Regions from separate parts of the Mus musculus genome. Here regions 1, 2 and 4 are each linked to region 3. The links are chromatin contacts, called in public Hi-C and HiChIP or PLAC-seq maps. All regions are on one chromosome and are shown on one strand. Each heading gives the region's core, a stretch centred on a gene start, on an enhancer-like site or on the middle of the called end of the contact. The rest is flanking DNA. Distances are from core to core; before and after follow the strand shown.

Region 1 (6,292 bases), core at 2,998-5,497, 1.2 Mb after region 3:
AGACTTAACATTCAACTTAGGCTGATCCCCTGTGACCTTGAGAAAAGCTTAGCCTCTTTGAGCCTACATTTGTTCCACATTAGAAGCTGATCTAGAGCCCCAGGACTAATATGAAGCTTTGATGGAATAAATGAGGCAAATCTCAGTCGCTGGCACTTTCTAGTGAATGGTGAAGGTTAGCTGTGCATATGCTTTCTTGAGCTGGCACCTCTTCCTCCATCTGGCATGCCATCTGAAGATGCAGAGCATAGCCTGACTCTGGAACAAAGACGTCCCCACACCCCAGACTACACTGACCACACACCTGAAGAACTCAGCTTGCCTCCTGGAAGCACTCTTGTTCCTGCACTGGGAAACATTCCACTTAGCCATCGGCAATCATCCAATGCTTACCAACCATACATACTCTTGGGACTCAAGCCAGGCACAGTCACTCCTTGTTTTAACTTAACCCCTAGAGAACTTAAACCACAGTTACCAAGACTAGCACATGTCCTTCCATATGTTGAGTGAATTGAAACTCTGTGACTTCAGGACAATTCCGGTTCTCCACAAAACAGCCTGTGCTTACCATGCAGTCCACAGCAGACCAGCATCAGCAGCACTCACTCAGTGCTGAAACAGAGCCTTCCTCTGAGCATAATTTGCAGACATAGTCACCTGGACTTCTTGTTCAGCAGCATAGGTATGCATGGAATCTCAGAGTCTCCTCTTAGGACCCATAAGAAGGAGACAGACAGAAAGGTGTCAAACAGAAACCACCTCAGAATGTGAAAAGACTGTTCAGTGTCTGCAAGTGACAAGGGAAATGGGCTGTGACTGATAACTGGGGCAAAGCCTGGAAACGGACACTTGGCCAGCATCTTAGTGTGCACTAGAAAACCTTCAGAGAGCAAGAGGCACATTGAAATCTAGCTGTATGCTCAGCTAAACACCCGAGGTGTCCATGTAATGTCTGGACACTACCTTCTGCTTTTTGGGGTCTGACAACTAAACTGGAATAATTTGTTAGTTACAAATAACAAAACTATTTCACATGGTTACTGATGCCCTCTCTGTCCTAACACAGCCTGAACGACCTTATACTTCAAAGTCCAAAACTCCAAATATAAAACCTTTTTGTGCCAACATGACACTACATGTAAAAAGTGCCACCCCTGACCTCCTGACACCCAACAGTCAAACGCAAGTGACTGAAAACACTGAGCATACAGCTTTCAGCCTGTGCTTACAGGTACACCTGAGACCCAATACATTCCAATGTCAACATGGATGTAATGTCCAAGTTATTTCACTATCTGTATTAAAACATTCAAAACAGAAAACCCAAAATAGGGACACTGAGGCCAAATAACAACCACACTTCTTCCTGCCTGTGAACCCAGAGAGCTCAGAACTGTCTCTATGGAAATGAGGCTGTCTTTAAAAGTCCCAGGAGTAGCCAATGTGAACATGGCATCTCATGCTTAAGCCTAACCCTTACAAGGATGAAACAGAAATCATTTAAGTTTGAGGCCAGGACAGTCTCCACAGAAAGTTCCAGGCCAGCCAGGTCTGTAAGATCCTATCTCAAAAAACAAGGGGGTGGGGGGAGAAAAAAGGAGGGGCAGGGGAAGTGGAAGGAAGAAGAGAAAGAGGAGGCAGGGGAAGAGCCCAGAGCTAGGAACTGGGTAAAGGAAGAGCTAGCAGAGCATCTCCATGAAAGAACAGGTGCATTTTAAAGAGTATTTGTTGTTACCTTGCTGTCATTATTATTATTTCCCATTTCTAGAATATTTTTTAAAAATATATTAAAATAACTAACCAGCCAACATGGTGGTCAACAATCTAAGATGCAGAGAAAATAACTAAGTGGAGCCCAGAAAAGGCAGGCAAACTGCTCCAGGAGATGCTTGGGAGCCCCAGGAGTACAACCTCATTTTCTAAGACTTCAGAAGGTGACCAGATGCCACAGGCTGTTCTCTAAGTAATCTGTCTCACATCCATCAGTGCATCTGTCTCACTCCCACCTCTACAAACACCTGTCACCTCAGAAATTAACTAAGGAAAGAAATCTGCATAAAGGTTAGAAGATCCATTTCCCATGTCATCACATTGTTAAGAGATTACCTAAATGGGAATGTCATGCCAAACACAGTATGCTCCTCTGAAAAGAACAAGCAGAGTCACAGCCAGTGTCCCCAGTAAATGTCATGAGCCAAAAATGAGTGAGAACCTTCAAATATAAATGGATATAGAGACCTAAAATTCAGATAGTTTATAGTATATATACTTATATGTGCACATATATGCATACATGCACCCAGTTCAAGGAGTCTATGTCTATGAGTTCAAATATATGACAGTCAAATAATTAAGGCCCAAAAACCCCCCACTTGTACAAACACATACAGACTCTTCCGTATTATCATTCCCTGACAAAACAATGTAGCAGTCTTCTGAACAGTATTTAGTGTCTTAGAGCTATGAAGTCATCTAGACATACGTGAGCATACGCAGGAGGATGTGCACTAATAGCATACAAGTAGTATGCTGCTGAGCGAAAGAGAAGGCATCTGTGCACTTTGGTGTCTGCAGATGAAGGATCTAACTACATCAAAAATGGTTCTGAAGTGAGCAGGGAAGTCCTGGTCCTCAGCTACTCAACGCAGTGACTTTTAGCCATCAGCCACACAGTAGGATAGCCACAATCAGTCATACATTTTTGTCACTGCAACTATGAACAATGCTCTCACAGAAAATAGGACAAAAAGTAATGACGCCGTTTTCAAATATTATACCTACACATGCTTTCACTTAATTCTCAGTTTTTGAGATGGTCTCTTTATATGGCCAAGGATGACACTGAACTCACAATCTTTCTGCCTCTGCAGGAGTGTGACACCATGTCCATCTTAAAATATTTTTAAAAAGTTAAAACAAGGAGAACACACACACACTTAAATCTCGTCCCCAAACTCTAAAGAAATTTCTACTAAGTAACCTCAAAATCCCACAGGGCCACTGTCCTGAGAGAAAGAAGAAATGCAAGAGACACAGCTTCTTCCCTTCTGTCATCCACATGCCCTAAGACTACACTGGCTCTGTGGTCCACTCACACACAAACCCAGGGCTTCTGCTTTTAGTGGCATCGCTGGGTGTTTCCAAACACAAGAAGCAGAAGGAGCTGGAACAGTGTGCCTCGGAGGAGGTAAACATTTAAATGAGAAGCCTTCTGGAGCGATCAGAAATAACCTCAAAAAGGCAACCGTCTTCTGTTTACACAATTCAGCAGCCACCTGTGGTGGTTATTCTTGGTTGTCAACTTGGCTACACCTGGAATTAACTAAAGCTCAAACAGCTACTAATAGGGGATTTTTTTTCTTAATTAAATCATTAAGTGGGAAGATCCACTTCTAATCTAGATCTTTGAGGTAGAAGGAAGATTCACCTTTAATGTGGGCTGGCAGTCTGTATAAAGAACATGAAAAAAAAGCAGCTTGGTCTGTCTTTGCCTGCTTGCTCTGGCTCTTACTAGCAAATTAATTTCTTCACTGGCATTAAAGTCCACTTCTTCAGAATTCCTGTGTATACAGAAGACGAGCTGAAAATTCCAGTCTCACGGACTGCACTACTTCTGGATTCTTGGACCTTCCATTGGTAAACAGCCACTGTTGGACTAGCAGGAACACAGCCTATACGCCATTCTAATAAATCCCCTTTCTATATATTTAGAGATTCATTCCTCTAGAGAAGCCTGATTGTATTTTTTGTTGTGAGATTAACCTTTAATGGCTGAGCCACCTCTCCAGCCCGAGAACCCTGATTAATACACCACCACACCCAGAACCTGCACTGAAATCTAGAGAGGCAAATCTCTGCCCTTCCTCTGGACTTTGAAGTGCATTGCGCTACAGAGTAAACTAAATCTCTCTGCTATAGCAACCAGCACTAAAGCAAAACCAGGAGTAATTTTCTGCCAGAAGTCAAGTAATAATAAAAGAGATTCCCTTCATATGTAAGGAACACAACCCAGCAATCTTAGCTAATGAGGATAGCGTGAGAAAATAAATTTTTGTGATTCATCATAGTAAAACTTTTAAGACCTAAAGAGGAACATAATAGAAAAGAGTTAGGGAGAATATAGCCAAGTCCCCACACTTTCACCAGATGGCCCATAGTATCTCTTTGTTTCTGTTTACTGCTGGGATTGCACAGAGCCACCTGCATGACAAGAGGAACTCTGTCTCTGAGCAGCAGCTCAGCAGGATGTGAGCCAAAGGCTAGGCCAGGAAGTCTTTCACTCCTCTCAACCGTGCAAGAGAAGCTGAGGACAGAGCACACCCTGGATCCCTACTTACACAAGGCAGCTATGATGAGGCCAGCTCCGGAAGACCCTCATATATTCTGGCTAGTAGCAACATGAAGTGCTGGAGACCCTGTGACATGAAGGTACTCTTGTCATAGCTCTATTTCTAAAAGCCACACAGCCTCATGTGTCCCTTTCAGAGAAAACCAAGTTTCCTAGCAAAATAAAATATATGCAGGAGAATGAGTTGGCCCCTGCTTCTCCTCTGTGGATGGAAGCTGTAAGCTCACTTATCTGTATAAGAAGCAGCCCAGAGTGTTGCCACTGCTCCCCTCCAGGCTTCCCCAGCTTAAATCGGCTTCAGACACTTTGCTTGGTTTTATTTCAAAGCAAACTTCTGACAGAGAGGAGTAGAATAGAGCTATATTTTAAAATTCACTAGAACCAATGCATATTTATTCAAAAGGTTTAAAGAAAAAATTTACTCAAGAAAGTCAAAAGGAAAACCAAACAGTGCTGACATTTTTAAGATAATATTTTAAAATAAAAGAAACATTTTCAAGTATAAACTCAGAAAGTCAGGGAAAAGGCAGATAATGGCATTTAAAGATTACTATATTTTCACTAACATTTTCACATGAAAGGGGGAAGGCTAACAGCAGCTTCCCAGTACTAAGCCTGAAGCAGACTTTCAATCCAGTGCTGCTGCTTTGTCCCTGGACCTTCTCACGCCTGTGTGTCATGGACATCATTTGGAGTCTGATGGTAGAGTGCAAATTCCAATGCACACACATGAACTGACAACATCTGTGTGACACTCGGCTGCTCTCTGCCTCTTCCCTTCTCCATTCGAACACTCAAGACAAGCAAGCATACCTACCTCCCAGGTCAGACTGGAAGCCCCGTGCACTTGCTTGTGAGAATCCAAAATCAGGCAGCCTCCTCACAGAATAATACAGAAGGGCTTGAAAATAAAAACAAAATTATCCTATGGTTCTACAGTTCCATGCTGCAATGTCTAATGACAAGGACTGAAAGCAAGGACACCATGAGATACCAGGAGCACACTACTATGGCCATATCATCCAAAAGAGCCAAAAAACAGAAGCAACACAAAAGTGCACCAGAAGATGTATGGATAAATAAGATGTGTTGTAGTCTAGAAAGGGAAACTGCCCAAATGTGTTACAACACAGATGACCTTGAAAATATTGTGCCAAGTGAAATGAACCACTCGTAAAAAAACAAATGCTGAATAATTCCACTTGGATAAAGTCCTGACATTAGGTATATTCACACAGATCGAAAGCAGAATAGCTGATGCATTGGGTCAGGTGGGGAAGGGATGGAGAGTTAACATTTAATGGATGCAAAGGTTCTGTTTACAATGACTGAGGTGGACGGTTGTGACAGAGGCACAACAATGTGATGTACTTATTACTAACATACTATATGGTGGAAATGGCAATGTTTATGTCTTGTGTGCTTTGCCATGACAGAAACATTTCATGTTAAAAAGAGTCATATGTCAGGATTAACACATGACCTGCATGGCTTTCAGAATGGCCTGACTGGGGTGATGAGGGGTGAAGAAGGACAAGTAAGAAAAGCCAGAAGAGCCAGCACATTCACTACTGCGGAACAACGGCAGGTTAGCTACTTTCAGTCTCTGTAAGGGAGCAGTCTCAGGTGGCAGTTACCTGGGAGGATGAAGCTGTAGTTGGTACTATCTGCACAGGGATATATCAACATCTATACTCAGACCTCTGGAAGGTCTTGCCATTCCCCTGTTCCTGACCTGGGAAAGGTCTTACCATCCCATAGGACTGAGGCATTAGGGAGCTTGACATGACTGCTCACATAACAATACACATTTACTTAGGATTTCATCCGCTCTCCACACATGTAAGTTCTGATGGATGGGCAGGCGCGCAGTAAATACTCTACTGACCAGCTCCCTTCTTACTTACCTGACTCCACGCAGCCCTTACTGAGAGGCTGCTA
Region 2 (6,488 bases), core at 45-2,544, 1.0 Mb after region 3:
CAACAATTTTAACAAGTTAGGAGGAGGACGTGTTAAACAGCCACCATTTGTCAATGAAAAGTCAGTCATCTGTAGACAGCACCAGGGGCTGATCCCAGGGGTCAAGCATCTAGTGGCTATGGTGGCATTGCCACCCAATACCCATGCCCCTAACCATGGGGCCATTGGAAGGCAGAGATGGCAATACAGTCTCTGGAGTGAGAACACACACACAATAACTTGGAAATGGAGAGCATGTTCCTTGTCTGTTGGAAGAAACTGAGACACTAGGCTACCCACACTTGTGAGCATGTGCAGATGAGAGTCAGGAGGGGGACCCAGAGCCTTTATGGAAAACTAGATGCTTGAACTTTATCTGGAAGTCAGGGATCTCCATGAGCATTCTTGATATTACACCTGAAAGCTGTTCAAAAGTAAGCAAGACTTTTACTAAGCCAAGCAGAGAAACTGCCCCTCAAATCCCTCTCTTTGCTGTGTGCTGGAAGCACATCCAGGAAAAAGAGGAATGGAGAATCCCTGCTCTCCCACTGACCCATCAGGCACTAACAAAACTGCCCAGGAGGGAGCACACCCTCCAGACACCTGTCAGTGCTACCTGTCAGGTTCTTCATTCAACGGCTTCTCTAGCCATACCCTTCATTCATGAGTACTTAAGTACTACTAAAAACCCTCCAAATGCTCTAAGAATGCACGAGAGATGGAAAAGAAAGTTCAATTGTTTGCACTCTAATGTATCTCAAAAACCTGGGAGAGTACACAGTAGGTACATAAACAATACTCCTTTGGAGAATTACATGGAGGTGACTGTTATCTGAGCAGGTAGCAATCCTAATTATCACCTCTAATTATTCCTTTTGTAACTGAGAAACTGGACTGTGGTGCTGTAAAGTGTCCTCTGAGATCCCTGCAGTTGTGGACAGTGTTAGTGGGCGTAACTGTTTCCACAACTCCTGATTCTACACAGTGCTCCTTCTTCAATTCATATTACTTCTCTGGTACTTTCAGTGTCCTATAATTAAGAGCAATGAAATTAGAAAGAAGGAGCTTATAGAGCTCCAAAGGTTTTTATTCTAAAAATGCTTAGAGGCAGCACTACATGCAACATGAAGGCAGTAAAAGTAAACAGGGAAGATGGGTGAACCCACCTGATTTGGGGTCAATGAAATGAAAGCTGCGCACTCTGTTTGACAATGCTGCTGTTCAGGATTTCAGAGGTTACCTCTATTACTCTGCTTGAAATTGTTCAGTAAGACACATCAGACATTCCTCGACTAACACTCTCACAGTCTGGCCTTCCCTGCTGGCTCCCTGGAGACTAACACATACCCAAGCTTCAAAAATTCTCCCTTGGCACTAGAAGTGTATATATTTTGAAAGGCAATAAATAGAGGTTTGTGTCATCTTTGGAGCAGCTTTTTGGAATCTTCTGCAAAGATTTAAAAATCAAAAAGCTGCTTGGTAACCATCTGCAGGATAAGGAACAAGGAACAAGCAAGCGGTCCCTGAAACAGCTCTGAATGACGACAGGGATGACAAGGAAGGGAACCTCTTGGCAGTGGTGATACTGTTTATAAACAAACTGCAAAGCCTATGTCTGCACTGTGCACTGTGGACACTGTGGGGAAGGGTCAAGAAAAGAACTAACAAGACCCTTGCACTGTAGCACTACAGTATCATAAAAAGGAGGCTGGAACCAGAGACACTAGTTGTCATTTCAGTGTTGATGCTCATACAGAAGAGAGGGAGGCAGAATGGTGGTGACACATAGGGTCTTCTGACTGCCATCTGCCAACCTAGCAGAAAGAAGGCCTAACAAAAATGCTATGCAGGGGAACACCACATGCCAAGGGGATAGTGGTCTCCTGAGGCTCTGCAGCAGTCAAGCCAGAGTCCCGCAGACTGGAGCACTGACAAGGACCTGCAAGAAGGGAGAATGCAGATATCATGCACAGCACAGCACCATCAGGAAACCATCCCCTGAAAAACAAACCTTTATAGTTGTACAGCAGTGTGAACAGCTGGAAATGAAGCAAGGTTAATCAGGATGTGAGGCTTAGTTGATGGCTTAGACAACAAAAAAAATCATGTCCTTAAGTCCAAGGAATAAACGGTAAATGTATTCATTCCAAATGGGACTAACATGAGCTGAATCTACGTATGTGACCAGAAGGATCCGGAGCTTCAGGTATAGCTAGTAAGTTACATAAAGTCATAATGTATAAGTAATGAGACATGCGTGTGTGTGTGTGTGTGTGTGTGTGTGTGTGTGTGTGTGTGTGTGATTACTCAACTTGAAAATTAAACATCTACTTTCCATATTATCATGCCTGGAATGGCCACTAGGGCACTTGGGCTGCTCTGGAAAGGCTTACACACCTTGGTTCTCTAGGCACCTGGCAACCCGCCACACAGGAGACTCACCAAGAATTGACTGACTGAGGTAACAGACAAGCAACAAAGAATTGCAGATGTGAGCTGTAGAAATAGTTCACAATTAATTGCATCATGTGTCACACAGAGAAAATCAAATCCTATAGTTCGGGGAGTGTTGGGAAGAATGTTTTGAACGGCGTGTCAGTTGTATTATAAGATGTTCTGTCTTACAGAGAAGGGGGAAATTTTCCTCAGCTTTGTATGTCAAGAAAGCTGTCTTCCCTGAAAGAATTTTTATCTTGCAGGTGCTATAGGTAGTATTAATAAGTTGTTTCCCCCTTCCCCTTACCATGGGGAGCTGAAAGGCAAATATGTCTCTCTGAGGCAACACAGAGAAATGTATCTTTGTTTCAAACATTTATCCCCTTTATCTCTTGCTTTTCATTTCACCCAGATATATCTATATCAATAGATGCCACAGCCTCACAGCTTAATGTATGAACTTGAGCATAAAGAAATCTGCAAATAACATTGAATCAAAGGGTGCCTTAGAATCCCACAATTTGCTCAACAGCACAGCCTTTGGTGGTTGTTTTACAAACCAAGGCAGCTAATCCATTATTAGGCTGATTTCTAATCAGAATATAGGGAGTGGCTCCCTGTGTCCCACCAGAGAGCACTCAGAGAAGGACAAGATCAAAGAGTCTCAGGGGCCTGTCTCCCACTGCACATCCTTCCTTAGCTCATCACATCACTCATTCATTGCCTGTGCCCCACCTCATGCATTTCCTTCCCCATCTCCCCACTTTGAGTTTCCACGACCAGGGCTGTAATTCAAGCTCTCAAGTTTCTCTCCCCAGCTATTATGGATGCTCCTGAGCCTTCTCCATCTCCCAGCTCTGCTCTGCACACTCTCGCTTAGTCCACAAACAGAGCTCTGTGCCAAATGTATCCACCCATCCACTCACTCAATAACTACCTACTGAGAATCTACTACAGGCTAGGCAGTGGGAAGCCCTGGCGACAAGGAAATATAAAAGCCTGATCTCTTCCTTTCAATATTTATGAATAATGCAAAAGCAAAACAATAGACAAACCAGCACAGTTTGGCAAGCTAACCCTGGGAATTCGCAGGCTGTGCTGTGCTGTGTTGGGTTGCAGGTGTGCTGTGTGCTCAAAGCTCTCTGGGCATAGTGCAGCTACAGGAAGAGTGAGAGGGGAGAGTCCAGTGTGGCATTCCGTGGCAGTGTATATCAACTACAAAGGCTGATCAGGATAAACACATGACCAAGTCACCCTGGACACCATAGCAAATTTGTGGCTATCCTGAACTATATGAGACCCTATCTCAAAACAGAAAAGAAAGACCGAAAAGAAACAGAAGAGAAAGTGGGACAGGCAGAAACTGGGGAGGAAGGACCTAGCAGACCACTCTATTTTGCCACAATTTCTGTCAAAAAAAAAAAAAAATCAGGGGCTCATTCCAAACCTGAAAACATGGCTTCTAGGCCACCAGATGCAGAGCATTTCCCAGTGGATTCTCACCCCCTGCTCCAGCACCACGCCTAGCTCTTTCCTACAGGACTCTAACAGCTTGTACACACAGCCAAACTCAGCATTCCCTCATCCAGTGAGTGACCCAACCACATCCATTCCAGTCTCTGAACCTCAACAACAAACCCCATTTAATGTATTTTAATATTACAACTAATAATTATGAATTGAGCATGGTTCCTACCTCCATAGAGCCTGGAGCTCTGTAGAAGGAAAATGCAAAATAGTCATGAAATATCTATAAAAATTGGGAAGTGTCACATGACAAGAATGCCTACAGAATAATTATTTAATTGCAATAACAATATCAGCAGGAGTTCAGTTGTTAAAGTGATATACAGAATCCTGAAGATGTTTTAAAAGTTAAACAGCATATAAACCAATCCTTTTTGGTTAAGTCAGCTCTAACCATCCAGAGAGACAGCCAAGCCCATCACTGACTTCTGTGCTCAAATCCCACTATGCCTTGTCCACAGAACAAACGAAAACAATGAATCACATATAAGCATAGTAGATTCCAAACTAAAGCATTTACCTTGCCAGCTGAATCCCTAACTATCTATCAGTTTTAAGAAAAATCTAGGAGGATTTTATACCATCCCAATACTATTGAGACAAATGTCCCCATAACTGTGGGTATGGATTAAGATCTCCAATGAAACTGCAATTAGCCATTTCTCCATGAATTACCAAAAGCAATCAATGTGCTCAAATCTCCAATTCTTATGACACTTCAAGAACCATCATGCTGACTTACGTGAGAATTAAATACTAAGTAGAACATGTTTCTTGGAGACAGGAATAATTGAATTTTCATGGAACGTAATGCAATGTTTGTTCATTCTATGTAAACATATACAGATTGCAAGCAAAGCTAGATTAATTCCTTCAAAGCACACTAGAGTTTTACAAATATAATGAAGCTGTCTGAGGTAATAAAGTCTTGAAAGTCAACATTTGATGACTTTTTCATTTATTTCCTTATACCCGAAGTGGCAAGATAAAAATGAGATGAAAATATAAGACTTTTATATGCAAATTAATACAAACTCTTCCAGGAAACACACAAAAAAAATCTCAGAATATAAGCAAACTATATATGCATAGAAAGGTGAGCAATGGCCTAGAAAGCCTTGAAGTTATTACAGCACCTGCAATCAGATCAAAGCACTATTGTCACCATCAGTGAGTCTTTCCTAAATCCTTCCAGAAAGGAAGGTGAAGACAAAAGAACACCGTGGAAGATCTCAAGCAAATGCATGGATAATCACTGAATATGTTGCCAAAAGGCATGGGACTGCTCTGTATTGTGCCATGTACTGTCGCTGACACAGAAGAGTAAATGGAGGAAGGCAGCAAGTGTGGACTCCATAACGGGGGTCAGTGCTGATGACAACTGACCCTCCTATTAATATTGGCAGGCTATTAGAAGGAGAAAGGGGGAGGGGGAACCTGGTACTAATAGCACTAAGTATAAACCTCTCCAGGCAACTGGAGAAAGAGAAAGAGACCAGTACTGGTGGCAATCAGCTTAAGCTGCTACTGATAGTAGCCAATGAGAGCTGCTACTGATAGGGGCTAGCTGGGCTGTTCATGGTGGGTCAGGATTAGAGAAGCAAAGGAGAGGAAAAAACGCATACACACACTAGATAAAACAAAGCAGGTTTCAACCATCTTACACACACACACACACACACACACACACACACACATACATACAGACAAGCATATATATACAGACAGATAGACAGACAGACAGATACATATTTGATAGATGGAGAAAAGCTCCAAGCAACTTACATATATACATATACACACATATTTGATGGACAGAGCAAAGCTCTAATAACTTTATTTCTCTTAGCCTTTTTATACCCACTAAGACAATTACTTCATTCAAAAAACAGATAGAATCTTACACAAGAGAAAATTAACACAGGATTGTTGATTACAACTTCAAAGTAGTAGTTTTATCTGGCTTTCATTCCATAAGTTCATTATAAGTTCAAAGCAATAGTTTTTTTGTTTTTTTTTTTTTTGTTTTTTTTTTATGTAATAGAATTATCTACCCCTTGTTCGGGGCCTTACTTTATCAGGGTGTACACCTGTGGCCTCATTCCTGGACCTGGCCTAGAATGAATGTTTTTCCGGATCATTAATTTTATCCAAGCCTAATTTTCTTCTTAGTACAATTTATATGTTTGTAGTGCATGAAAGCTCACATCGCTGCTCACAACAATCTCTAACTCCAGATTTAGAGGAAATGACCTCTTCTGGACTCAATGGGCACCATGAATAGACATACTGCATAGACATTTATGCAGGCAAAACAACCATTAACATAAAATAAGTAAAAATGTATTTGTTTGCTTGCTTTGGTTTTTCAAGACAGGGTTTCTTTGTGTAATGCTGGCTATCCTGGAACTCTTTCTTTAGATCAGGCTGGCCTCAAACTCAGAGATCTTCCTGCCTCTACCGTGCTGCATTATAGGTGTGCACCACCACTACCTGGCAAGTAAAAGTTTTCTCTAAAATAAAAAAAAAAAAAAAAAAGCACAAAA
Region 3 (5,810 bases), core at 2,027-4,526:
TGAATAAATCATGCCTCTTAGCACTGACATCCATTGCTTCACCCTGACAGCAAAAATGCTGTCATTTCATCCTCACCATAAGTTTGTATAGATAATGAATGTTCTATGAGAAAGAGGGATGTAGGGAAGTCTTTTCCTACTTGTGATGGAAAATTTTCTTATTGAGTTTTATGTACAACAACCTAAAATTTGTATATGTGATTGACAATGTTGAATTTTACATATAAGATAACCGACAAGGATGCATATATATCATTAAGACAAGTGTACAACTCCCTGTGATTTATAGCTCCACATTATAGTGTTCTCTGCCCTATTTCCAGATTCCACTCTATATTTGAAAAATTATTTAATGATATACTTTCAGATATATGAATAACTACTCATATTGCTACTTCCCATTTCTTAATTTCTTCCTCTTTAATGATTGAGTCTACGTATTCAATTTCTATTGTGGAACATGCAGAGTTAGATCTCAAATCCCACCAATCCTTATGCTCATTCTCCCAACTGCTCTGTCAAGGTAATAAAATTTCTCAGAATTTTCTTAAGTTAATATTCAACATTTATATAATTATGACCACAGGAAGGGTTCACAGCAAAGCCAGATATTGGACTATGATTATGTTTGCTTTACTGTATGACTTTGTGCTTTCTCTGGAGTCTGTTATTGAGTTAGTCTTAAATTTGTATCACCTTCCTCTAGCTTTCTTTACCACCATCAGTAATTCATTCCTACGTCCTGGAAACTATTCTTCTGGGATATTTATTCATTTCATTTGTATCTTCTAGGAGAGAGTCTTCAGAAGGTCCCATGCCTCATTCTTCTACATTCTTCTTTCATCATCAGGCCTGAAAGCCTGCCTACTATACTCCGCAGAGCACTTTGTCAATCACTCTCTTTAGGTACTCCCGTTAAAGGCAGTCACAGTTTTTGTTTGTTTTTGGTTTTTTAGAGATCACACCTCCTTTTAAATAAAAAAAGGTGACTTATTTATTGTATTTTATGTGTATGAGTGTTTTGCCTGCATGTCTCTGTGTTCATCAAGTGCTTGCCTGGGGTCAGCAGCGGTCCTAGGAGGGCATCAGCTCCCCTAGAAGTGGAGTTCCAGATGTTTCTGAGCCATCATGTGGGTGCCGGGAATGGTACCCAGGTCCTCTGAGAGAACAGCAAGTTCTCTTAACCACTGAGCCATCTCTCCAGCCTTAACAGGATTTTAAACTTTGGAAACATACACCATTAGGTTTCTGGCAGGGCATTTCCAGGCAAGTGTCAGGAATTGCTGCTCAGTGATATCATGGACCCTTGGAGCTCCTGAACAGCAGCGGAGAGGCACAGGGAATGGCCTCCCACAAGCATTGACTCCTGAAGGCAGCTACAGAGGTGTGTGTGTTTGATTACAATTTCTAGAAATACCTTTTTCCCAATTTGTTTTCTCTTCTTGTAACAACTCAGTGACCCATGCTAAGTCTCCTTCACTTCGAAATAACGTCCGTTTTCTTGGTTGCTAACTCAGTAGACATGTTTCCCCATTTGATGAAGGAGACTTCCCCTGTATGGAATAGTGAACTCCAGCTGCTGTAAATGAGACTATCCAAGGAACTTTGCTCAACGCATGAGCCCTGTCTTTGGTTTAAGCTCTGCTGTTGTCCCTTTGGAATTATTAAAGACTTATTGTTGAGAGAGTTTTGCTCTGGAGCCCAGGCTGGCCTTAAATGAGCTAACCCTCTTTTTTGGTTTGCTGAGAGTAGGATTTATGCACAGGCATGCCAAGCCTTCTGGAAGACTTTTTAAGACAAAGGATCCCATTTGATCGATATCAGTTTGCCTCGATCCCCTCAAGTTGTGGAGCTCATCTTGTTTTTCTCTTTTCTTGGATAAAAATTGGTCAATCTTTTTTTTTTTTTTTTGCCTTTTATTGGAATTTCTGGGAAGCTTATGTGAAATGTTACATTTTTCAATCTTTCATTGTTACTAGCATTTAAAACTTTTAAAAATCCCCTTTCTGTCTTCTTACTATTCCCTTTCTTGTGTATACAATATGTATTCACATATATAGTCATATATATATTTATTCTTGTACACACACACATATATAAAATGCATTCAGTATTTTTATCCATTCTTCTGAGAATGCTAGTAGCCATTCTTTCTGTACATTTTCTTAGGGGCTTCTTCTTCCCCACCCCTGTTTACTTGCAGGCAGTAGTTTGTGTTGCAGGTAAAAGCAGATACACAGGGTTTGCAAAAGATGAAAGGTTTTTTTTGTTTTGTTTTGTTTTGTGTTTTTGTTTTCTTGTTTTTCCTCCTCCGAAGTAAGAGAGAATAAAAGGCCAGGCAGTGACACAACTACTTTAAGGTAGAAGAGGCAACATTGAGGAGCAAGAGTGTCTGGAAAGTGGGAGGATCTGCTTCTGAACTAGCCAAGTATTGTACAGACACAAAGCTAAAGAGGAGAAGAAACTGAGAAGATCTGCAGTGCAGGAATCAACGCCGGCTCACCATCAAGCGGCACTGCGGTCTCACCTGAACCTTCAATGTGCAGCCAGCCCACTCAGCGACCTCAGGCCACCCTTTCTTCTTAGCCTTGGGTGGGACGAGGGGCAAGGCAGAATGGTGCTTGCTGTCAGTTGTTGGCTAGAGCTAAGGTGAGGGGCAAAGTGTTGAGGGATGCTGAGGACAGAAGTACAGAGGAGCAAGGGAGCTGGCTTTTCTATCCAGATCTGGTAAAGCAAAGAACAGAGGAGTGACTAAGGGAGCCAGGGAGATGCCTCTGAAGATGGGACCCTATGCTTATAGGCAGTGTGAAGCCTGTTCCTTAGTCTTGAAGGAATGGAAACTCAGAAGAATGCAAGCGGGCTCTGAACACACAGATGATTCTGCAGTTGAATTCCGGAGGGAGAAACACCTCGGGGAGGGGCTGTCAAGTGAACAACTTAGACGGACCCAGGAAAGATCACATAAGGAGTCCTGCTTCAAGACTGTCAAAGCCATTGGGTCTTTTAGGTTTAAATTCAATTCTGCAATGGGGTGAAATGTAAGGTATTAGTTTTAGGAAGGACCCTTGCTTACTTGGTGATTCACCTGTGAATAACAGCAAAACCCCAAATCCGAGAAACAATGCATCAGGCAATACTAGATCCGCAGCCAGCCAGCATCCCGCCCCTCAAGAAAAAAATTGCAGACCATGACATCATTCCTCTGGTCTCCCCACACCTGCTCGAGTCCCTCGATGATACCACCAGATGGCGATGTTGGCCTAAGTTGTAGTACATTCTCTAGTCCTGGGAAAGCCTGACCTGAATATAAAACTTCCCTAATCACCACATTTGATTCCCCAGCAGAACAGCACAAAAAAACCTACTGCGGATTCCAAAGAGGCCAACATGGCATCTCACTACATTGCGTGGTCCGCAGACCAGACATCGGTGCATATTAAAGTGTGATTGCAAGAAAACAACTTTAAAATTCAGAGTCCAGGAGTGGCCCCCCGCTCCCCCGCCTCCCGCGCCTAGTCTCGCTTTGCGCTCCCTACCCCCACCCACGGTCCAGCAATCTCGGACGTGAGGCTTTTCTGCAGCCGCAGCGGCATGGCTGGCAGTGTGGCGCGGAGGTGGCAAGCTCTAGGGACCCACGCAGCGTCTGTCTGTGCAGTGCCCAGATGGCAGGGGCTGGAGAGGCCTCCAGAAACCTGCAACTCAGTAGCATTTCCCCAACTGGATCTCTGTCATCCTCCCAGGCCACCCCAGCTCAAGAGAACCTACCCCATCCAGAACTTCAGGAGGCAGCTTGGGGCCAGCAAAGGTGGGAGGTGGTGGCATGAAAGTAAGGTCTAGTTAGGATGACCAGTCTCCAGGGTTAGAAGTTTTATAGCTTACAGGGCTTCCACGATCCCAGGTGCCCACCCAATTGGTATTGCTTCCACTAGTAGGTCGCGCCTTGTGTAGGACAGTGTATGATGGGCAAGATGGACCGCAGGCGCCTGCTAGAGAGTGACACTCTGGCTCCCAGTAGCTTGCACCAAAAGGTCCGATGACTGTCTCTGGTCCCCAGCAGTCAAACCTCGGTGGTACTTCTAGGCCTCATAGGCGCGTGCTCATGGCGCACGCACAAAGCCCAGCGGTGCAGTGCTCCCCGGCAGGCCTGGGCTGGCCCCCTCGAAGCGACCAGACGGTGTCTCACAGCGGGCTTGTCCCCGCCGAGGTCATCTGCTAGGCGCAGCTGGGCCGCGGAAAGTAAGAAGCTGATGAATTTTTCATCGCGATTCCCTTGGCTGTCGATCTGAAGGCAGTTTCTGGGGCAGCAGCCTTTAAGGACCTGTCTGTGCCAAGGGCAGCCCCTCCCCCACCGCTCTAATTACTGATAGACAGGAGAAGCTGGTCCCAGGTCCCCTCCTGCTCCTCCAGGGCGTGTCCTGGTCCCTCTGGCTTTGTTTGATTTCTGAGCATTGGGCGAGTGGGAAAGGAGGGATGAGGAAGAGCGCCTGTCTAGTTTAATAGCATGTGTAGACAACCTGCCTGGAAAAAGGAACACAGAGGTGCTCAGCTCTGACCTCCAGGAGTTTGCAGGGATCTGCGGGGATAAACTCACAAAATGGAGATGAAAGAGTCTAATGTGGGCCAAGGGCCGGGCTAGTGGGGCTGTGAGTGAGACCGGGGCTCAGGGAGAGACATGGGGAAGGGATAAGTTGAAAGGAAAGGACTCCAACACCCGGGCACAGGAAGGGGCAGAATGAGGGCGGGTCTAACTTTGCGCTCTCGAGGGGACCAGAGGCACACAGGTGCAAGGTGTGGACCTGGATCTACCCAACACATAGGTAGGCCTATCACAGGTCAGAAACCGGCCTTTTCTTGAAAATATGATACAGATATATCAGGAGAAGTCACTATTAGATAAGAACACTGAGGGGCTTTTTGTTCCTGAGTGGGGGAGGGGATGGGGAGGGTGGGAAAGGGTGGGGGAGCGTGGGGGAGGGCTGTGCCAGGTTTTTTTTTTTTTTTTTTGTCACACGGATTGTTTTTGCATAAATGTAAGTTAAAAATACACACTTACATACCATGCACACTGTTGTGTATGGAGATGGTCTCTAGAAATAGTTTTGTTTGTTTGTTTGTTTGTTTAAAAAGGTAATGCAGGTATTTCTAAATTTTGGTGAAATAAACAAAAGAATTCACCCAGAGTCACAATCTTTGTATATGTCCTTATTTTTTCCTTATCTTATTTATTTTTTCTGTGCAGACCTCGTTTCATTGAGACCATTTTTTGTAAGCGCAGTCATTCAATAAATGCTAATAAATAAGAGACCATAGCAGGAACATTCCCTTAATCTCTAAGTAGAGCTGGGCATGGTGGCTCCTGACTGAAATGCCTGCACCTGGAAGGTGGAGGGCGGAGAAGGAGGCTAAAGGCAGTGCTCTAGGCAGGGCTGAGCTCTGTGGAGTTAGAGGTGGAGTTCCGGACCTGGCAGAGCTGGGTGTGACTCTGCTTGAAGAAAGGAAAAGGTGGAAACATCTCAAGGTGCCTGAAGAGGCTTCTCATCTCACCTCCCAACGCTGAGCTGAATCGGAAACAGCTGGTGACAAGGAAGTTGTGGGGCCCAGCATTCCTAGCATCCTCCTCGCCCCCTCCCAGAGTCACCCCGCCCCCCCGCCCCCCCCCTCACATACTCACACCCTTACCAACCTCTTCCTCAGTGGTAGCTGCGGTTCTAGGACTGAGCAATTCCTCTCTACCTTCTATTCTGAAAACCTGTGCAGAGACTGGTAGCTTATCAAATGCGTTCTCATTGCTTTGCTCCTAGGTTTAATTG
Region 4 (6,454 bases), core at 2,974-5,473, 1.3 Mb after region 3:
ATCCAAAACACCATCAGATCCTTCTACAAAAGGCTATACTCAACAAAACTGGAAAACCTGGATGAAATGGACAAATTTCTAGACAGATACCAGGTACCAAAGTTAAATCAGGATCAGGTTAATGATCTCAACAGTCCTATATCCCCTAAAGAAGGAGAAGCAGTCATCAATAGTCTCACAACCAAAAAAAAAAAAGCCCAGGACCAGATGGGTTTAGTGCAGAGTTCTATCAGACCTTCAAAGAAGATCTAATTCCAGTTCTTCACAAACTATTCCACAAAATAGAAGCAGAAGGTACTCTACCCAATTCATTCTATGAAGCCACAATTACTCTGATACCTAAACCACAGAAAGACCCAACAAAGATAGAGAACTTCAGACCAATTTCCCTTATGAATATCGATACAAAAATACTCAATAACCCAGATGCCCCTCAACAGAGGAATGGATACAAAAAATGTGGTACATTTACACAATGGAGTACTACTCAGCTATTAAAAAGAATGAATTTATGAAATTCCTAGGCAAATGGTTGGACCTGGAGGGCATCATCCTGAGTGAGGCAACACAATCACAAAAGAACTCAAATGATATGTACTCACTGATAAGTGGCTATTAGCCCAGAAACTTAGTATACCCGAGATATAAGATACAATTTGCAAAACACATGAAACTGAAGAAGAATGAAGACCAAAGTGTGGACACTTTGCCCCTTCTTAGAATTGGGAACAAAACACCCATGGAAGGAGTTACAGAGACAAAGTTTGGAGCTGAGACAAAAGGATGGACCATCTAGAGACTGCCATATTCATGGATCCATCCTATAATCAGCCTCCAAACGCTGACACCATTGCATACACTAGCAAGATTTTTGCTGAAAGGACCCTGATATAGCTGTCTCTTGTGAGACTATGCCGGGGCCTAGCAAACACAGAAGTGGATGCTCACAGTCAGCTATTGGATGGATCACAGGGCCCCCAATGGAGGAGCTAGAGAACGTATCCAAGAAGCTAATGAGATCTGCAACCCTATAGGTGCAACAACATTATGAACTAACCAAGACCCCAGAGCTCTTGACTCTAGCTGCATATGTATCAAAAGATGGCCTAGTCGGCCATCACTGGAAAGAGAGGCCCATTGGACTTGCAAACTTTATATGCCCCAGTACAGGGGAACGCCAGGGCCAAAAAGTAGGAGTGGGTGGGGAGGGGAGGGGGGGAGGGTATGGGGGACTTTGGGGATAGCATTGGAAATGTAATTGAGGAAAATACCTAATAAAAAATATTTTTAAAAAAGAAAGAAAGAAAATAAGTTGCTCAGGAAGAGTGGGAAGTAAGGAGCGAAGTTTTTACCCAGAATGCCCTCTCACTCAGACCTGGACATATAGAGCCCTCTAAAGTGAATGAAGATGGTCCCCACACTGGACAACTAGGGTTCTGCTATGCAGAGTGCCTGCCCTGTCTGGTTTGGAACAGTGCTTGCTGAGTGATCTTTGGCGCCACTGATTCTTCACTCCTTGTGTGCCTCTGAGAGGAGGAAGGCACCTTTCAGCCCCCAAACCCTGCACTTGGAGTGCAGCCTACAAGAGCCCAGCATCTCTGACTGCTAATGGCCCAGAGACTGGGACAGCTCCTCTGCACAAAAGGGTTTGGTACGGATGTGATGGGCTCTTGCAACTCACAGCCAAGGCCTGTGGCATTTTAATTCCTCCAACATTTTGCTATGGCAAGGGACCGAATACTTTTTACAAAACATTTTGAAGATTTTTATTCCCAGTGTGGGGAACTTGGACTATTCCACGTCATGAGAAAATGTGTTAATACTGTTGTTTCATAATTGTCACACTGCCGTGTCATCAGCCGAGCATCCTCTGACTGCCACGGACTCCCCAAAACCTCGGAAGGTAAAACATGAAACACAGAGAGGACACATGTTCACGCGGCCTTTACTTTCTTAAAAGACATTTGTATCCAATCACGGAAGAAAATACATCGAATCTGGGGAGGTGTTTCCAGAGCCCAGTTAAAAGGACAAGCTGACGCCCTCCTAGCCTTCTGAAAATCAAGCCTGGCTGTGAAGCTTCCACGTGTGAAGGCCTTCTTCTCCCACGTGGAGGTGGGCTGCCATGTCTTTCTCCTGCAGGTTTTCATCAAGGTGTAAGGACCAAGTCTCAAGTTAGAAACAAATCCCCAAGGTTCAGGGTCCCAGAGCCCTTTTCTTGGAGAGAGCCTCTCCCTGGGAAACGAGGATGTTCCTTATTTGGATGCAGGCTGAGAATTCTAAGAGGCGAGTAGAAAGGTCAGTGGAAGTGATGAGAAAAACACTGAGAACACTGCCAGAGCTTGCCGTGAATCTGCGCTGAGAGTGTATGGTTTAACATTTTACTCCTATCGCTCCACGCTCTGTCAATGCGTTGCTCAGCTAAGGATCCCCGGGGAGCCCTTGCTAGCTGGTCAACCTCTTTCCAAGTTCCGAAGTTCCCGGACTCAGAGCGGGTCTGTGGAGCACACATAGCGCAAGGTGTAGTTGGCCCCCTCGTTGTTGTCCCAGTATTCTCCCTGTTCGCAGCGGTAGCAGACGGCAAAATGAATAGCGACTCCCCACGCGCCAGCATCCTCCCCTTCTTTGGGCTGCAGACCCGGGGGCAGGCACAGCGAGAAGTGGAAACGCTCGGTGCCGGGCCCCTCCTCACTATCCTCAGCCTTTGATCCAGAGTCCCCTGACTGCAATGGAGGCAGGGGCTCCACTGACTCCGGGTCCAGCTCAGCAGGCACGTCCAGAAAGGTACGCCACTCCGTGAAAGTGTAGCGCACCGCCACTGCCCTGGGTCCGGGGCAACTGATCACTCGGCCAGAGCCGGTCACCTCGGCGCGGGGCGGCTGGGAGCACTGCACACGCTCCAGGCACACTCGCTGTCGCCGCAGACGCTCCTCCGCAGCGCGCAGCTCCGGGAGCTGGAAGTGGGGTCGGAGCCGGGCGCAGGGTACCAAGAGAGGATCAGGCATCGTTGCCACTGCCAGCAGCCCCCCGAGCTGCTGCAGGTCCTCGGCGCGCAGCGGGAAGCTGTGGAGACGGGAAAGTACGGCCGGGGGCACCTGAGGCTCCTCGGCCTCGCTGAAGTGCTTCACGCTGGCCAGGCTCAGTCCCAGGGAGTCGGCGAACTGCACGCGCTTCTTACACTTGGAGCAGCAGTCCCCAGCCGGCGCGCCACCCTCTGAGCTGGGCTGTCCCGCCTGCTGCCTCTGCTGCAGGAGCTTGGCCGCCTGCAGGATGGGGTCTGCGGGCAAAGAGAAGGAGCGCGCACGAGAGCGGCGATATTCCTGTAGCTCCTCCTGTTCCGGGAGAGCTGCCCCTTTCTGCGGCGACAGGGGCCGGTCCTGGAGCTGAGCATCAGGGATCGGGGTCTCAGAGGTGCCACTCTCCACGCAAAGGACCTCGGGGACCGACAGTTCCTCCGCGGATTGAGGGTCTCCGGAAGACGTAGAGCTGGACGCCTCGGATCTGTGTAGCTGTTCTCCCGAGGGATCCATGACAGTGTCCGATCCGGCCCCGGGTTTCGTCCTGCGGGAACCGCGGAGAGTCCTCTGGAAACTTTTATCTACTCCCGCAGCAGAAGGAGCGCATAGTGTCGGCTGGGCTTGCCTACCCTGGCAGAAAGCGGATTCGGCCTGGAACCTCCAGCTTTTAGCTGCTGCTGCCCGGGACCAAGAGGGAGGAGGATGCTGGCCTGCGGCTAGCTCCCAAGGGGAGGGCCAAGACAGGGAGGCGCGACAGCCAGAACACCTGAGAGCTACGTCCGTAGTGGAGACTAGGATTTCTGAAGGTCGTAGGCTAGCCGATAGCTTTGATCCACCCCGCGGCTGCTATGCGCGTCTGTATCCTCTGGGGTAGCTCTCAACTTTCAGAACTAGACAAAGTTTTCCAGCCTGTGAAGTTATTCTTCCGGAGGAGACGTCCTGGCTGTCACTGGCCTAGGGAATCCGCGATACAAGAATGTCATTAAGGCAAGCAATCGAGCGAAGTGCATCCCTTCCCTTTCATCCTGTATCCCCGAAACCGCTCGAGTCCCAGGTCGCATCTGTGTAGTTGTGCCCCTCAGTGGTTCTAAAAGCTGGAAGGCCGAAGCTACAGCTTCCACCTACTTACCTGGTGACCTTGCTGCTGCGCTTGAGCAGGGGACAGAGCAGGAACCCACCGGGAGCTCACTAGGCAGGCAGACAAGAGCACCCGGTGGCCATTGGCGCCTAGCACTAGAGCACGTCAAGGTCCTCCCGCCCCACCCCCACCCCCCTGTCCTCAAAGAAGAGGGCTGGCACCTCCCTCCATGGCTAAGCGCCTTCCTTCAGACTTGAAGGCATTCATTCCCCCCTCTCGCTTAGCCTGCGCCTGGCCTGCAACTGCCACCTCTCCTCCGCAAGGATCCCAGACCCTCTAAGGCTCAGTCAGGCCTTCTGGGGGTTGCCGGTCAAAACCCAATTGCCAGAAGACTAATGGAAGAACATCTCACTATATCCTGGCACTGGATACTTCCTTAAGTGTTGTATTGTGCCTTTGCCTTCCAGCTAACTTTGCCTTGATCAAGCTTCAACTGATAACTTCATCACCAAATGTCATGCCCACCTCCCATTCCCCCACCCCACCCCTCATATCTGATTCAGGGTGTCCCAGGCAGTTCTGAGAGAATTTCTAACAGGGAGATGCTGAGGACAGGCTCTGGGGACCACCGTTTAGGAGTGACTAACTGCCTCACCATGGCTGTGTGTATACTTACTTACACAAAAAAATTGGGGTTTTAGAAATATTGGTCCACAAATCAAGGAACAAAAAGCAAAGCTAATTTTCCCAGGCTTTTAAACTGGGCACGGTATAGCAGAATTTAAGGAGTCATCAATAGTTACTGATTTTAGTATCTATTGAGGACTCACAGGCTGCTCATCCCTCCCCAAGGCTGAGGGCCCCTCCCATGTGATCTTATGTGCACAAAACTTCATCACTCCAACTCAATGTAGCACACAAAGGATGGGAACATCTGTTCAGGTCCCAGAGCTGAGCTAAGGTCAGGTTTGACCCCAGGAAGTTGGAAAATTATTTTTATGGCCAAAGACCCTGAGCTAGAGAGGAATTTTTAGGAACAGGCCCCTCAGTCCCTTGGCTGGGACTTTCTAGTCATTAAGTGTCCAGTACAGTGTCCATATCTACATACTGAATCTGACAGTATGGGACTCCCAATCCAGATCTACCTAGAGTGCCCCCACCTCCAGCATCTACAAAATCTACAGCACAGGACACTTTTTTTTTAACGTGTAGATAGACATTGATATATTGTGATAATAAGTATAATGTTCACAAACTAGTTTGTTTCTTTGATTTTTTGAGACAGGGTTTTTCTGTGTATAGGGCTGGCTATCTTGGAATTCACTCTGTAGTCCATGCTGGCCTCAAACTCACAGAGATCTGCCTGCCTCTGCCTGAGATTAAAGGCGCACACCACCCCTGCCCAGCCTCAGACTAGTTTAAAAATGAACTAGGAACTTCAAAGAGATTTTGAGGTTGGAGTGAATTGTCTCCCTCACTTGGACAGATTCTCACACCCAGACAGTACCTTGTCTACTGCCAATGTTTTGATTCCCAGGTGAGTATCCAACAGTTCCATTCTGACACTGTTCTACCTGAAGATGGTGTCAGAGCCACAAGTTAAAGGCTGAAAAACTCACCATAAACCAGATGCAAATATGCAAATAAGGTGCTCAGGTTTCCACACTATTTGGTCAACTGGAAAATACAGATGTTCTGCTGAGGTGTGGCAGTTGGTAACTCACTAGAGTGGCTTACAGAATCGAAGAAACCCTTAATAACACATGGCTTATTGTGTAAGATACAACTAGGAAGAGCCAAACAGAAGAGGCACAAGGCAGAGTTCATGCATAAAGTGAAAATGTGCGACAATCCTTGCAAAAGTTTTGGAACTCAGGCTCCAGCCTCCCCTGTGAATGGAGGTTGGTGTCCATTCACTGGTTCTTTCTGGTAACCAGCTAATCTGGCTGCCAAGGTGTGGTGGTTTGAATAAGCTTGGCCCAGGGAGTGGCTCTCTTAGGAGGTGTGGCCATGTTGGAGGAAGTGTGTCACTGTGGGGTGGGTATTGAGACCCTCCTCCTAACCATGTGGGGGCCAATCTTCTAGCAGCCTTCAGATAAAGATATAGAACTCTCATCTCCTCCTGCACCATGCCTGCCTGGATGCTGCCATGCTCCTATTTTGATGATAATGAAATGACCCTCTGAACCTGTACACCAGCCCCAACTAAATGTTGTCCTTATTAGGGTTGCCTTGGTCATGGTGTCTCTTCACAGCAGTACAACCCTAACTAAGACACTAGGACTCCCAGTTTAAGTAGCCTCATTAGTCACTCAGATAATATATATATATGTGTGTGTGTGTGTGTGTGTGTGTATAA

What was found. A called contact is a pair of places that touch in the nucleus more often than the background predicts. HiChIP or PLAC-seq counts read pairs in DNA pulled down with a chosen protein or histone mark.
Region 1: an H3K27ac HiChIP or PLAC-seq map of differentiating embryonic stem cells shows a contact between it and region 3, with 10 times the contacts expected there. The contact joins two enhancer-like sites. A contact is called at or near these places in 2 of 15 datasets of contacts at CTCF or cohesin (the NIH/3T3 cell line and large pre-B cells), 2 of 115 datasets of contacts at active chromatin or transcription factors (differentiating embryonic stem cells and embryonic stem cells) and 1 of 9 other capture datasets (embryonic stem cells).
Region 2: a Hi-C map of cortical neurons shows a contact between it and region 3, with 4 times the contacts expected there. The contact joins two enhancer-like sites. A contact is called at or near these places in 46 of 484 Hi-C or Micro-C datasets (3T3-L1-derived adipocytes, the AML12 cell line, the AtT-20 cell line and 34 more) and 7 of 115 datasets of contacts at active chromatin or transcription factors (the NIH/3T3 cell line, the SCID.adh cell line, SST interneurons and 4 more).
Region 4: an H3K4me3 HiChIP or PLAC-seq map of forebrain shows a contact between it and region 3, with 8 times the contacts expected there. The contact joins the promoter of Ppp1r3g here to the enhancer-like site in region 3. A contact is called at or near these places in 3 of 484 Hi-C or Micro-C datasets (all in embryonic stem cells), 11 of 115 datasets of contacts at active chromatin or transcription factors (embryonic forebrain, embryonic limb bud, embryonic midbrain and 5 more) and 3 of 9 other capture datasets (adipose tissue, embryonic stem cells and liver).

What each region holds. Positions count from the first base shown.
Region 1 is chr13:36,147,321-36,153,612 of GRCm38.p6, reverse strand. All of the region lies in intron 1 of Fars2 (phenylalanine-tRNA synthetase 2 (mitochondrial)), which reads right to left. Among named protein-coding and RNA genes, the nearest start is that of Fars2, 33 kb to the right of the region's middle. Within about 2 kb of position 4,247, at least 78 of the 459 cell types and tissues checked have an H3K27ac peak or open chromatin away from gene starts, as enhancers often do. A contact at or near this core is called in differentiating embryonic stem cells, where this site is marked.
Region 2 is chr13:36,260,492-36,266,979 of GRCm38.p6, reverse strand. The region is part of intron 4 of Fars2 (phenylalanine-tRNA synthetase 2 (mitochondrial)); the gene reads right to left. Among named protein-coding and RNA genes, the nearest start is that of Gm40912, 56 kb to the right of the region's middle. Within about 2 kb of position 1,294, at least 13 of the 459 cell types and tissues checked have an H3K27ac peak or open chromatin away from gene starts, as enhancers often do. A contact at or near this core is called in SST interneurons and cortical neurons, where this site is marked.
Region 3 is chr13:37,310,182-37,315,991 of GRCm38.p6, reverse strand. No RefSeq gene overlaps it. Among named protein-coding and RNA genes, the nearest start is that of Gm40913, 21 kb to the left of the region's middle. RefSeq lists an enhancer at 2,182-5,026. Within about 2 kb of position 3,276, at least 95 of the 459 cell types and tissues checked have an H3K27ac peak or open chromatin away from gene starts, as enhancers often do. A contact at or near this core is called in SST interneurons, adipose tissue, cortical neurons and 5 more, where this site is marked.
Region 4 is chr13:35,965,675-35,972,128 of GRCm38.p6, reverse strand. Ppp1r3g (protein phosphatase 1, regulatory subunit 3G) reads right to left here and starts at 4,223. Exons shown (of 2, transcript NM_029628.1): 1 at 4,147-4,223; 2 at 1,741-3,971. The coding sequence starts at 3,530. The coding sequence ends at 2,487.